Linked DNA regions of Sus scrofa: region 1 is linked to region 2. A link is a contact called in public Hi-C data. All regions are on one chromosome and are shown on one strand. Each heading gives the region's core, a stretch centred on a gene start, on an enhancer-like site or on the middle of the called end of the contact. The rest is flanking DNA. Distances are from core to core; before and after follow the strand shown.

The links. A called contact is a pair of places that touch in the nucleus more often than the background predicts.
Region 1: a contact with region 2 is called in a Hi-C map of skeletal muscle, with 5 times the contacts expected there. The contact joins two enhancer-like sites. A contact is called at or near these places in 5 of 47 Hi-C or Micro-C datasets (liver and skeletal muscle) and 1 of 2 datasets of contacts at active chromatin or transcription factors (skeletal muscle).

Annotation. Positions count from the first base shown.
Region 1 is chr7:14,101,064-14,107,487 of Sscrofa11.1, forward strand. All of the region lies in intron 4 of RNF144B (E3 ubiquitin-protein ligase RNF144B), which reads left to right. Among named protein-coding and RNA genes, the nearest start is that of RNF144B, 160 kb to the left of the region's middle. Within about 2 kb of position 3,763, at least 4 of the 83 cell types and tissues checked have an H3K27ac peak or open chromatin away from gene starts, as enhancers often do. A contact at or near this core is called in skeletal muscle, where this site is marked.
Region 2 is chr7:14,015,895-14,022,367 of Sscrofa11.1, forward strand. The region is part of intron 1 of RNF144B (E3 ubiquitin-protein ligase RNF144B); the gene reads left to right. Among named protein-coding and RNA genes, the nearest start is that of RNF144B, 73 kb to the left of the region's middle. Within about 2 kb of position 5,032, at least 5 of the 83 cell types and tissues checked have an H3K27ac peak or open chromatin away from gene starts, as enhancers often do. A contact at or near this core is called in skeletal muscle, where this site is marked.

The DNA of each region.
Region 1 (6,424 bases), core at 2,513-5,012, 84 kb after region 2:
CTCGGGATGTATTAAATACTAATATTATGAATAAGTTAAATGACTAACTGGTGGAAGGTAAAACTCATTGGTTGGATTCTGAGATAGAACTGGAGAGTTTTCATTCTGAAAAAATATAGAATCAGATTAGCGGCAGCTCTATCTCTTAGTAAGAAATATTATTGTTAATTTTGGCCAATGCTTATTGTTTGCCAAATTCTTTTTCAGGTTTTAGTTTGTCATCCAGTGTCTTAATATTCTTCCACCTTATATTACATATATGATTAGCTTGTCTTTTATGTCTTGGTTTTCATCTTTGTGGGGAAAAAATCTTTTGGATAGGAATGGTCCCTGGTTATCGCTCTGTTTACACAAAACAGAGAAATGCCGTTTGGCATGGATTGGTTATTCTGTGAATCTACTTTCCATCCATCTGTGATTTTTCCATTGGCTACTGCTGTGTTTGTGGGTTTTCCTTTCTATGTCTGTCTGCCAGTATTAACAGAGAAAAGGAATACTAAGTTTGGCATGTGTTAGTGATTATTGCTTTATTTTCTACTGCTTCTCCAAGCACATGTCTGATGATTAAGGCTAGAATTTTGTTTGTCTGTTTCCAGAACCTGCTTTTTCAAATTATGTGTGTGTGTATGAAAACTAGGTTAAGATGATCCTCTCTAGTGCTTAAGCACTTTTCCTAATTTTTAACTTGTTGTAACTGCTAGTTATTTCAGTTTCTTGGTAGGCGAATGTGTCTGCTCTTGGATATTTGTATTATAATATAGTGGTTAGAAACTCTTAGAAATGGTTTAAGTGCCTTTATTGTTCTCCTTCACAGTATGTGAATACAATAGGAATTTGCTTTGCTGTTGTCATCTGTTAATCCTATTGCATTCACCCATGTATTCAGTATGTACTTATTTATGTGCTGAGTATCTGTTATATGCCAGGTGCAATTCCAGATGCGGCTTCAAGCTATGGTTCCATCTTTTTTTGAAAGCTTTTTTGTTCTCAGCACTTTTCACAAGCCTTCTTTCATTTTGAGCCTTAACATTTATGAGATGGTTCTTCAGATTTCATCTCACTCTTGTATTTGTCCTCCATGAAATGCTCCTACTTCATCTTTTGTATCTGATGATTACGGTCTTATCTCACCAGAGCTCTTTCTGTAGCTGTGTGGTTTCTTTTTGCGTTTTGTCTTTTTAAGACTGGATGATACTCAGTGACTTTATCTGTTCGGTTTTATTTTTTAACACCTTCCATCTCTCATTAGTCATCTTTCTTTTCATAGTTTCTGATCACAAGCCCATTCTTATTGTGTGTGTGTGTGTGTGTGTGTGTGTGTGTGTGTGTGAGAATGAATCATCTTTCTGAGTTTGCTAACTGAAAAACATGACATTACAGATGGTTTATTAATATTTACTCTAGTAAAACATAAGTCTAGTATTTAAAGTTATATAGATTGAAGAGATGTGATATTTTAGTATATTTGTGTAGATTATATTATGTCAGAGAGTTAGTTTAAAAGTAGAAACAAGCTATCTTTTTTAAAAAACAAAAAAACCCCAGTTAAACACACCCAGAGATATACATGAGCACTGAGTCGGTAGGCAGAACGTGGGACTTTTAATCCCAGGGTCGTGAGTTCAGCCCCACGCAGAGAGACTCTGGTTGAGCCTGACTTTCTGGTGTTTCGTGGTAAATGCATGACTAAGTCTAGGATTTCCTTCCCCAGCTCTTCTGTGCTTTCTGATAGTAACACTTTCTCCTTGGCTTACACTGCTTCAGCTTTACCATCTAGTTCTTTTTTGCTGATCAATTTTAAATCTCAAACAGCACGCGCTCTAGATGTTTCAGATCTCCTCTGAAAAACTGAAGTGTGTGCAAGAAAAGACCTTTATTAGCAAGTTGGATGAGGTTTCTAAAGGGGACCTGAATTAGAGGCACAGTGTTCATAAGCCTTTGCCTCGTCCTGTCTGCACTTCCATTTCCTCATCAACAAAATGGGGATAGTGATGGAATGATTGTCCTGGAGCTGTTGTAGAGAATAAATGAGTTCATATTGTCTATGTCACAGTGTGCCTTCGATGAATTATTACTGCCATTATTGTTATTCTTCTGGTTGTTGTCATTGCACCCTCGAGTCTTGTCCCCAGTCTTTTAAACTAAGGAACATCTTCCAGAATCCAGATCAGACCTTGGCCTGAGTGCACAATAATATCAATCTGTTTACTTTTCATCGTAACTCAAGTCTTTTTCACTGTGTTTCCGTCCTTTGTGTCCTAGATTCTAGAGTTTTATAGAAACTTAATAATCTAGGCAGATTCCTTACACCACCTATTATATCAGTTTCCTTCATGTGTATATTCTTACTCAAAGCGTGAATCCACCTTTTCTGACCAGCTTCAAGAGGATATTATGACTTGCTGAGATGGAGCATTCAAAGTTTCTGCTTGAAAGAGAAAAGATTCCCGTGGTGATAGGGGCGCTTAAAATATGTTTAATTACCTGATTATGTTTTTACATAAATAATGATATTCTAGAGTAAAAAAGGCCCGATCCTTCATATACTACCTAACCATGAGTTATGCCAACTCTCTACTTCTTTTGGGCTCAGTACAACAGTTTTAGACCAGATAACCTCAAAAGTTGTTTCCAAGCTTGAAATTTTGTGGTTCTCTTCAACTGTCTTGAGAGCAGCCCCTCTGCTGATGGCCACTTCTGTTCGGGTATGTTTACGCTAGCAGATGTTAATTCCAATCAGTTCAGTTTAATTGCATTTTAACCATCTGCAGAAGACCTTTGTTCTTTGAGATAGCAGAAAGCAAATTAATTTTGGCATAATTAAAAATGCAGCAGGTCATAAAAGTTAAAACAGTTTGATTTATTTCAGCTGATAATCAAATTAGCTTGAGTGCATGGTATTTCCCACAATCATAAAAAATGTACACGATGTCTTTTTTGGAACAGCCTCACAATGGTAGAAAATGGCAGAAAAACTTCTCATAGTAGTTGAGAAAATGTATAATAGAATAAAAAGCAAGCTCTGCCGTATCGAATGCTGATAGTTCCAGGTGGGAAAACCAAGGGTCTCCAGTTAGTTTTTTGAAAACTGAAAGAAGTTATTGGGGTCAGATGTGGTCTTTATGTTTCATGGCAGTTTTATTTTCTTGGAGTGTTTCTATTTCCTAATAATTGTCAGAGCACAGAATAGCTTTAAATAGCATTTCCTGCCTTGCATAATTTACATGAACAAGCAGAGTCTGAAGATCAGAGAGTCATGGGGCTTTACTTCAGTAATCAACTCTAATTTTCATAAGTAAATTCCAGTTCAGGTCTGTGACCTGTCTGTCTCTGATTTAAGTATGTTACAAACAATCACTTTTAAATTCCGTTCATGTTAAAAGTGCTGGGGGCACTATTCTCTTTTGCTAGACTTCTGAGTTTTTCCCCATCTCAAAGCTACAGCAGACTTGCACCACTGCCGATACAGGAGAAATTAGTTGAATGGGCATCAGTTCATTGTTTTCTTCATCTTTGAAATAGAAATTGGAAGGAGGAAGAAACTAAACCTTAAATGTTTGGATAAGCGTGCATTTGGTTTATCTACATAATCACTCTGTTTCCCAGGCCACAAGCCAGGAGGTAGAATTGAATTCTCAATAATAGTAATAAAAAGCATTTTAGAAAGTCCCCCACTAAGCCTGGGGGCTCTCCTTCCCTTCAGACTCCTCTCAGATAGTTGGGGTAGATGAGAGAGTGAGGAGAAGACAGCACTTGCTGATGAGATTGCCATTTGGCTCCCACCTGCTGTCCATTAATCTGTTCCTTTTTGGCTTGGATTCTGGCAGGTCCTGTGAGCTGCCAGGGCTGCCAAGGTCTGATGCCTCCTCAGCATTTTCCCCTTTTCTACCACGCTGGCTTTAGGCCCCACTTGGGGGACCCTGTGTTACTTCAGGTATAGAAAGCAAAACTGTGCTCTTCATGGCATATTGGAATTGTAATAATTTTTTAAGAAAGCAAACAAGTCTTTTAGATGCAGTGGACTTTTACTTGGAGCTGCTCTTCTGGGAGCTGGGCTGAAGGACAGTTGGAAGGACAGATGCTGTACTGTACTCAGATACCTTATCAGTGTAACCTGGTCAGACTCGTAGGTCTTGATCTCTGTTCCATTGGGGGAAACTCTTCTCCAAGAGACCCCAAGATGCCCCTACAGAGATATCTCTGGATAGTTGTTTCTGTTCCCTGGAAATATCTGAAGGCAGAGCTGAACAATATAGAACCTTACCAGAGATGCTATCATTATCTTTTATTGCCATAGGGAATACAGATCCTGTTTCTTATATTTCTTTGATGTTGCTTCCCTCCTTTAGTCAACGAATACTACTTTCCAGGTACCTTTCTAGGTCCGTAGTTGTCACCTGGCATGACTGCATCCAACTGCCTCTCTGCCAGGAAATCTGGACAGTTTTCACCTTCAAAATATGCTCTAAATTATCAGAACTTCTGCTTCTAACATGTATCATCTTGGATTAGACCGCTGCAGTGGCCTCCTAACAGAGCTCTCTGCTGCTCCTTTGTTCTACTACCAGCCTTTCTTCTTATAGTTGCCAGAATAATCTTTAGTAAGTGGAAATCAGATCATGGCACTCCCCTGATTAAAATGCCTTCTCCTCCAGTGGCATCTCATCACGTTTACGGCTTATCATCATAATCTGCTATCTGGCCCTTCCTGACTGTTCCCACATTATCTCCTGTGACTCTTCCCTCTGCTCACTTAGCTCCTTGTAAAATTGGACTGCCTTATTATATGTGTAGATCTTTCCGTTTGCATTACTTGGATAAAAGCTGGACATCTTTCAGATCAAAACCATATGTACATTGGCTGCTTATTTATGGTTCTAAATTATAGACCTCAATGTGATTTTTTAAAATCCTCAGCTATAAAAAAAAAAAAGAAAAGAAAACCTTCAAAAACAGAAGTGATGTTTACTCAGTGTCATCTGGTTCTTACCAGTGTAACAGTTCCAAAGGCTTCTCTCTCTCAATTCTAACCAAATTAATAGCTACTCAATGGGAAGAGTAGATCATGTACATTTGAGCTGAGGGGTCTCTGTCATGAATAAAAAATAAAAACAGAAAGAAAAACAAATGAAGGAAGTATTCTTTGTGTCTCCAGGTCCAGGGACACCAGGGTACCTTTTCTTCCCAAAGATTGTCCTTCATGAATTTCTACAGACAACTTAGGCTATTTGAGTATATAAGGGATAAATTCTTGCAGTCCTATCTGCATCTCCATCCAGTAAGAGAAATTCAACCCTCTATCCTTCACTCCTTGTTCACTTACTTTGCTCCTGATTTTAACACGGAAATATAAAACAGGATTTTCACAAGTTTGGCTAAATTGACCCCAGCCATCCCCCTCCCCAACCCCAATTTGTCATTTACTGGGTTTTTAATGGTTTATCAAGAATATACAGCACACCGTCTTTGGCAGGTGTCTTTTACATAACCAGAGCAGTATTTAAAAGCTGTTGAAGAAGCTCAAGCACTCCTGTGAAAGAGATATGTGGGCACCCCCCCGCCCCCGCCCCCCAGAAAGCTACATAAACAAACGATATTGTTTTGCTGCTATGGGTATCTCCTGGATGGCTGGACATTTCTCCAGGCTTTAATCTTGCGATTCTAACTAGCAGTACTTTCTTTTTATTGAAATTATTTAAAAGAGGAGGCTGATGGGTGAAGGGGGCTCTGTTTGCAAGAAGTCGTTGGTTTAAGTGAGTAGATATCCGGTCCCTGTTTTCTCCTGATATTGAATTGGTAGAAATTATTACCTTTAAAACTAAGCTCATAGTCAATACTTTCATTTCCTTTTTGCACCACCCTTTCAGTTTGTTTGCTTTCTGCATGGACTTTCCAAGAATTACAAGCCTTAAGAGGTTTGAAATGATAATTCCGTCAGTTTTCAAAATTTTTCAAAATTTGCAAAAGTAGTGGTTCAGAGAAAAACGGGCTACTCTACCCCTCAAGTAACATCACTTTTCACCTGACATTTCTCCATGAAAGGTCATGTCGTAGGACAAGAACACGGGGTCTTTTATCGCCTAGAAAATGGAAAACTGAACAAGATGTGTAAATGCTCGAAAGACGGTCACCCACCCTCCACTCTGTTTTCTTTTTTGCGTGCCGTTCGGATCTACCCAGTGTGGTGTATGACGATCATTTTATGGTCTGTGAAGGTCTCTACCTTTTTTTTTTTGGACCATGTGGCTCTTTTACAAATTACCCTTAAGCAGCCCTTTGGTAGGGCAGAGGAATATCCAAATTGACAGCTAATCTGACTTCTTGGCTAAGCCACACCAGACACTGCATGGTCCCTAAACTATTTGATTTTTTCCTTGTCCTATTATTTCTCTCTAAACGACAGAAGAAACCTCGTATCTATTTC
Region 2 (6,473 bases), core at 3,782-6,281:
CTGCACCCATGGCAGTGCCCAGGCTAGGGGTCAAATGGAGCTGTAGCCACCAGCCTACACCACAGTCACAGCAATGCAGGATCTGGGCGCATCTATGACCTATACCTCAGCTCACAGAAGCACTGGATCCCACTGAGCAAGCCAGGGATTGAACCTGTATCTTCATGGATCCTGGTCAGGTTTTTAACTGCTAAGCCACAAAGGGAACTCCCTAGTTTAACTCTTAAGCTTACAAACCTTCTCTATCCTGTCTACCTCTTCACCTAATCTCAAAGCATTCTTCAACCTCTCTATAATCCAGCCCTAGTGAATTCTGTAAATTCCTCAAATGCATCATGCTTTTTTGCTTCCTGCCCTTTAACATGCAATTTTCTCAGCCTCGAAACTCCTCTTTCCCAGTTATTTCCTGACTCCTGTTCATCTAGGTCTCAGCTTAAACGTCACTTCCTTAGGGAAGTCTTTCCTCACTCTGGACCAGTAGTCTTAACCCTTGGCTACATATATTCAACGTTTATTGGGAGTATTGAGTATAGACCTAAGAATCAACTGGGGATGTTTTAAAATATCCACGATTCAGTTTAACTGTGCTGTGCTGGGATGTGAATCAGAATCACTTGGAGAGCTTGTTTAACCCACCAGGTAACCCTGCTGCTGCTGAAATGCGGACCATTCTTGGAAACCATTGTTCAAGAGTAGGCTAAGTTTGGGTTCCAGCGAAGTGCTTCCGAAGCATCTGTGCACTCCTTATACTTCACTTTTATCATTGAAAAGTAATTAAGAAATGATGATTCCTTCTTTGTGAGGTCAGGCACTCTAGCTTTCTTATTTACCTTTGTAATGATAGGGTCAGTGCTGTGTCTAACACACAATAAGGACATTTAATACTTGTTGAATGAATGAAAAAAGGCTATGTTTGAGTAAGAAGATTGTAACTAGATTATTTATGAATCAGTTAAGGCAGTAATAATACAGAGATAAGACTAGGGTTTGCCTTATGTATTTAACTTGTTTCAAGTTTGTTTGGTTTTGGCTAACTACACATTCCAAATCTATATGTCTTAAAACATCTCTATGCTCTAATTCTCCTTCTCACCTCTGCCGCTATCCTCAACATACGTAAGAAGCAGCAAGTGAATATATTTTGGCTGGACTGGGTCACATTGCTGTATAGTAGAAAATTGACGAAACACTGTAAACCAACCATAATGGAAAAAATAAAATCATTAAAAAATATTTTGACTGTGGTACATGACAGTTCCATGAAAATCAGACACTTGTGCTTGTACATGTGTGTACTCACATGTTTGTGTATGTAAGGGTGTATGTTTTAGAAACGTTTTTGAATAGAAGAGAATCAAGGAAGACCAGAAGTTGTGCCTTGTATAGAGCTCCTTTGCCAAAAAATTTAATTCTTTAGAATTGATCAAGCAGGGAGGCTTCCTTCAGCCCTGATAGGGTTGTTGTAGATTGAATTATATTTTGGGGGATGTTCAGAAGTGGGTCACAAATCTTTTATTGCCTGCACACTAACTTGAGTTTTTTTATTTCTTGAGTGAAAAATGAGCACTAATCATAATTAATATTTACAGCATAGTATAGGCTTATTTATCTTTTATTGGATATTTACCACGCAAAGCATAATCCTAGAAATGAAAGACACACTTTCTGCCCTGATTCACCATTTAGTATGGCCAACATGCAAGTAAACCTGTGCTTAAAATATGGCAGGGTCAGTGCTGTGGAAGTGCTTGTAAAGACTAGCTGGGGAGTATTCAAGTACCTTCCCAGACAAGAGGGGATCTGCTGCATTGCATTTCAGTAAGGATACTAATCTGGATGTTTGGGAGTGCTTAAGGAAGGTTCTCTCTTACATGTGGGTCATCCCCAGGGGTATATTCAGGGACACAGACTTATTTAGAGAAATGCCATGTAGTCTACTGTACTGTTCAATCCTTGGGGATTCATGGATGAGTCTCAGCAGGACCATACGCAGTAGAAAATGGGAAACATTTTGTATTTACCTATACATGTGAATCTTCTGAAGGAGAACTCGTAGTTTTATCATACTCTTTTACTGTTGTTGTTTTTTTTAGGGCTGCACCCATAGCACATGAAAGTTCCCAGGTTAAGGGTCGAATCGGAGCTATGGCTGCCGTCCTACACCACAACCACAGCAGTGCCAGATCTGAGCTGTGTCTGTGACCCACACCACAGTTTACAGCAATGCTGAATCCTTAACCCACTGAGTGAGGCCAGGGATCCAGCCCGAAACCTCATGGATACTAGTTGGATTCATTTCTGCCATGCCACAATGGGAACTCCTTTATCATATTCTTAAAAAGGTCTGTGATTTCCATAAAGATTAGGGCCATCACTCTAATGTGCAAGCAGATGGAGGAGGAAGATGAATTGCTAAAGGAGTGATCCTGTGGTTAGAGATGCTATTGGGCTTTCCCTAGGATTTTCCCATAAATACAGAAGTAATCTGTGGTCGATGATAGATGAAAAAGTAGTTTCAAATGAAACCATACTTTGCATGTGCTAGAGTAACTCAGTAAAGAGACTTGGGTTGAGTTATTTTGTGAAGAAAAGAATTTAAGAAAAACATCTTTCTGTGTGCGGAAGTTCTGATTTTGTATATAACTCTCCCTAGCTGTCCATGGCCATCCCACTACTGCCACCATGACTGCTGCTCCCGTGAATTCTATCAGAAGTTATCATTTAGTTTGTGCCTACCACGTCCACAGACTCTGTGTATGTTCTTCTGAATTCACAACCACTGTACATGGCAGTTATCTGAGACCAAGCCTCAAGAGGCTAGGAAACTTACTCTAAACAAGATAGCAGATATTCAGTGGAGCTAAGGTCTGAACTCAGCACTGGCAGATTTTAAAGGTTTTTTTCCCTAGCATGACAATGATTTACTTTACTGTAATGTGGTTTAATCAAGGTGTTTCTGATTTCAAATAACTGAAATGAATTTGAACTAGCTTTAACTAAAAAGAAGGACGTAGAGTGTCTTAAGGGACTCAAAGATGGGAACATAGCTGGCTTCTGGAAGAAACTGGAACTGAGAACTGAAAAGCCATCATTTTCTTTCTCCGACTCTTATCTTACCTTCTCTCTTGGACATTGGCTTTGTTGTTCTCTCTCTGGCTTTTTCTGCCACTCATCTAGATGATGGAATATGGCTACTATACAGCTTCTGCCAAGCACAATAATTATCTGTCCCCCAATCCAGATTCCAAATTCCTGGTAGGGAAAATCTGATTGGCTCTGCTTCAGACAGACATCCATTCTGGGTCCAATGAGATCTTCAGCTTCAGCAAAGGAGGCAGAATCACGTCATCCAAACATGGCTGCCTTGGGATTTGGGGTCACTCTCCTTTACTGGTAGGAATATCTGACGCCTGTCTTTTCTCACTCACCTAGTTTGACTACAGCTGGTTTTGGGTACTCTTATTACATGGAGAAGCTAAGAGTTCCCTCCAGGTCTGACTCATGACTATAGCTCTTGGAATAAAAGACAAGATTAGGACAGGCTTGACCAATATATTGTCATATCAATAACTGTCCCCTTTTGAGGTATGTCATCATAGCCCCCTGAATCTTTATAGCTCAAGTGTCTTTACATAGACACACACAGACACACACACACAGATACACACACACATATAGGAGTATGGTTATAGTTTCTGTTCAGAGGAAACCACTTGCCTTCTTGGAAATTGACTTTTGCTTTAAGCTGCAATGTCCACAATGCCACTGACTCTTTGCCAATATAAAGCTAATAAAACACTCCATGAACCTGTCCTCTTGTTACTGTCTCTTTATGATAATGTTAAGAGTCCTTTCCCTACTAGTCACTACTTATCACGAAGTGAGTCAAATTACTCTCATTGGGTCTAGTGAGAAGAATAAATTCACCTAGGGCCCTTTGGAACAAATGGTGATCACCAACTCCTTTCTCAGTTGAAGCCGCTTCTGAGGAAGGAGGTCAAATCTCTGCACCCAGTTAGATCCACATATCCTCTCACTATATTCTCCTACAGCTGCAAAGAGAAACTCAAGGAGAAACATTTGTCATTACTTTTTTTCCCGTAGGTGGCCCAAACTTAGGAATATTAAGTATTCTGAAAGTTTGTTTGCAGGTCAGTGGTTTAGAACTTGGAACTCATTTTACTATGGAAACCATATTATACTTGTGAGATTAGGTTTCTACCCAAACTGTAAGTGATCATTTGGTCTACAACACAGCTGAATTGGTATCCTTGTCATTAAAATGAGAGTCTGGCTCTTTTATGTCTAAAGCCCTGAATTCACGAGCTTCCTGAATAATAATTCCCTTGCATTTCTCTAAAGTTTGATACTCTTGGACCTTGCTTTTTTTTTTTTCCCTCACTCTAAAGAAGGTGGGGGAAACCATGGCGCTGTGTAGGTAGCTGATTGGTGTGGGCTTGAGGTATGGAAAGATGCAGGAGTGCTAGATGGCATGAAAGGAAGAGCAAGGTGGAGAGAAGTGAGTTTGATGTCCTTAGTAACTCTCATGGGCAACATAGGCAAGGCTGGGGTGAAAAAGTAGAGAGGAAGAATAACTGGCTGTAACATTTGATAAATAGGTATTGCCATTAGTTAGTCAATGCCTGCTTGTAAAATATTAACTATTTTTTCTTGTATGCAGTCGAGTTGTTCTTTCCCTTCGATTAGTCTACAGTAAATTAATAATGAGTTCTCCAGTAGTCCCCATTTGTTTAGCTGAATTCCTAGACTCCTCTCCCTGGAATGAGGCAACATGACTGCATAGAAGACCAGCCAGGTACCGGGAGATGGGCACTGCCCTCTATTTGCACGGCCGTGTTATGTCATCACTGTGTGCCTTTGTGGGGCTCTTGCATATGTGGCTTTGGCAGGTGATTTCATCCCCTTTTTGACTTGGACCCAGGCAACTTTACATTCTCAGCAAAACAGATGGACAACAAGGGTGAAAGAGGATCTTGTACTAAAATAGTCTTTGAGTCATGCTCTTTGACTGTTGACTCTTCCAGGAAACTTGCCCCTTCCTCCCTGTAGAAGGTTAATGCTGAGAAGTAATGCCCTCAGAGCTGCTGAACTCGCTTCTCAGTGTATGTTTTCTGTTTTCTTTTTGGTTGAGATTGGGATTTTGCTAAGATGGGAGTATTGTCTATTTGTTTTGGCACAACACCTGGCTTGTTGCCCAAAGTAGATATTTAAAAATAGAATGAAAGGTTTCACATTAACCTTCTATTTTTGCCCTCCTTCCAAAAAAGATCCTGATAGGCGAACAAGGGGAGCTTGATTTCACTTATAAAGTTTATTTCGGGCTGCTGGGCGCTCTAGCAGAAAATCACTTGACTTGGTTATTAGGTTCTAGTCCATGTTGTGTGAGTAATAGCCTGTTTGACTCCAGGAAAGTCTGTTCATTTTTCATTACTCAGTTTTCTCATTTGCGAAAGGGAAATAATGCAACTTCAACTAGAAGGTGTTTGTGGAAGCACTCAGATGAGGTCACATTGCCATAGTAACCTAGGTTTTGATAGTTTTAAGAGGTTAGAACAAAATAGTTTATGTTCTATTATAGAAAAGATTTATTTGCTTAGATTTTATTTGCAGAGATTTATTCTAAGCCTGGGGTATTGTGCTCAATGTCTTTTACTCAGTCATTGCAGAAAAGAGGTAATAGTGTTCCGTCCTTCGTCATTTCATCCTCATTTGATTTTCTTGAATGCAGTAGAAAAAAGCATAGCGCAATTCAGAGCATGGTGTGGATCACAATGCTTCTGCTTGTTTGGGGGCACTTACTGTTACCATGTTGTCTGAAAAGAGGCATGAGCTGATGTGATGTCACAGGAGCATCTGGAGCAATCTCGACTGAAACGATTAGCATGAGCTGGGCAGGTGGCCACCCAAGTTTAACTGCCTTCTTTTGAGGATGATGGTATTTGATTTCTGCTTCCTCATTTCCAATTGTGGAAGTGGTTGGTAGGTACTGCACCATCTATATTGTACAAGGTTCTTTAGCGGTATGTGTAAAAATTGCAGGTTAAAGTTTTCTCTAGAATCTAAGTAATCCAGTGTCGTTAACATTGGTCACTCTGAAAAGGTTTGTCTCTGTTGATCAAAGAGCCTACAATTTTTTTTTTTTCTACAGCTGTACCTGGAGCACATAGAATTTGCTGGGCCAGGGGTTAAATCAGAGCTGCAGCTGGAGCCTATGCCATAGACACAGCAGCACTGGATTCTGAACACAGTGAGCGAGACCAGGGATTGAGCCTGCGTCTCACAGAGACAACATCAGGTCTTTAACCTGCTGAGCCATAATGGGAATTCCACAAATCCACCAAGAAAAGTTTAAGCCTGTATGTGTACATTAGGTCATAGGAAAGGAAGACAGATTCTTGACAAAGGCCTCCTAATCCTAATAGAATGGTCAAGGAACCTTGTACCCCATTTCT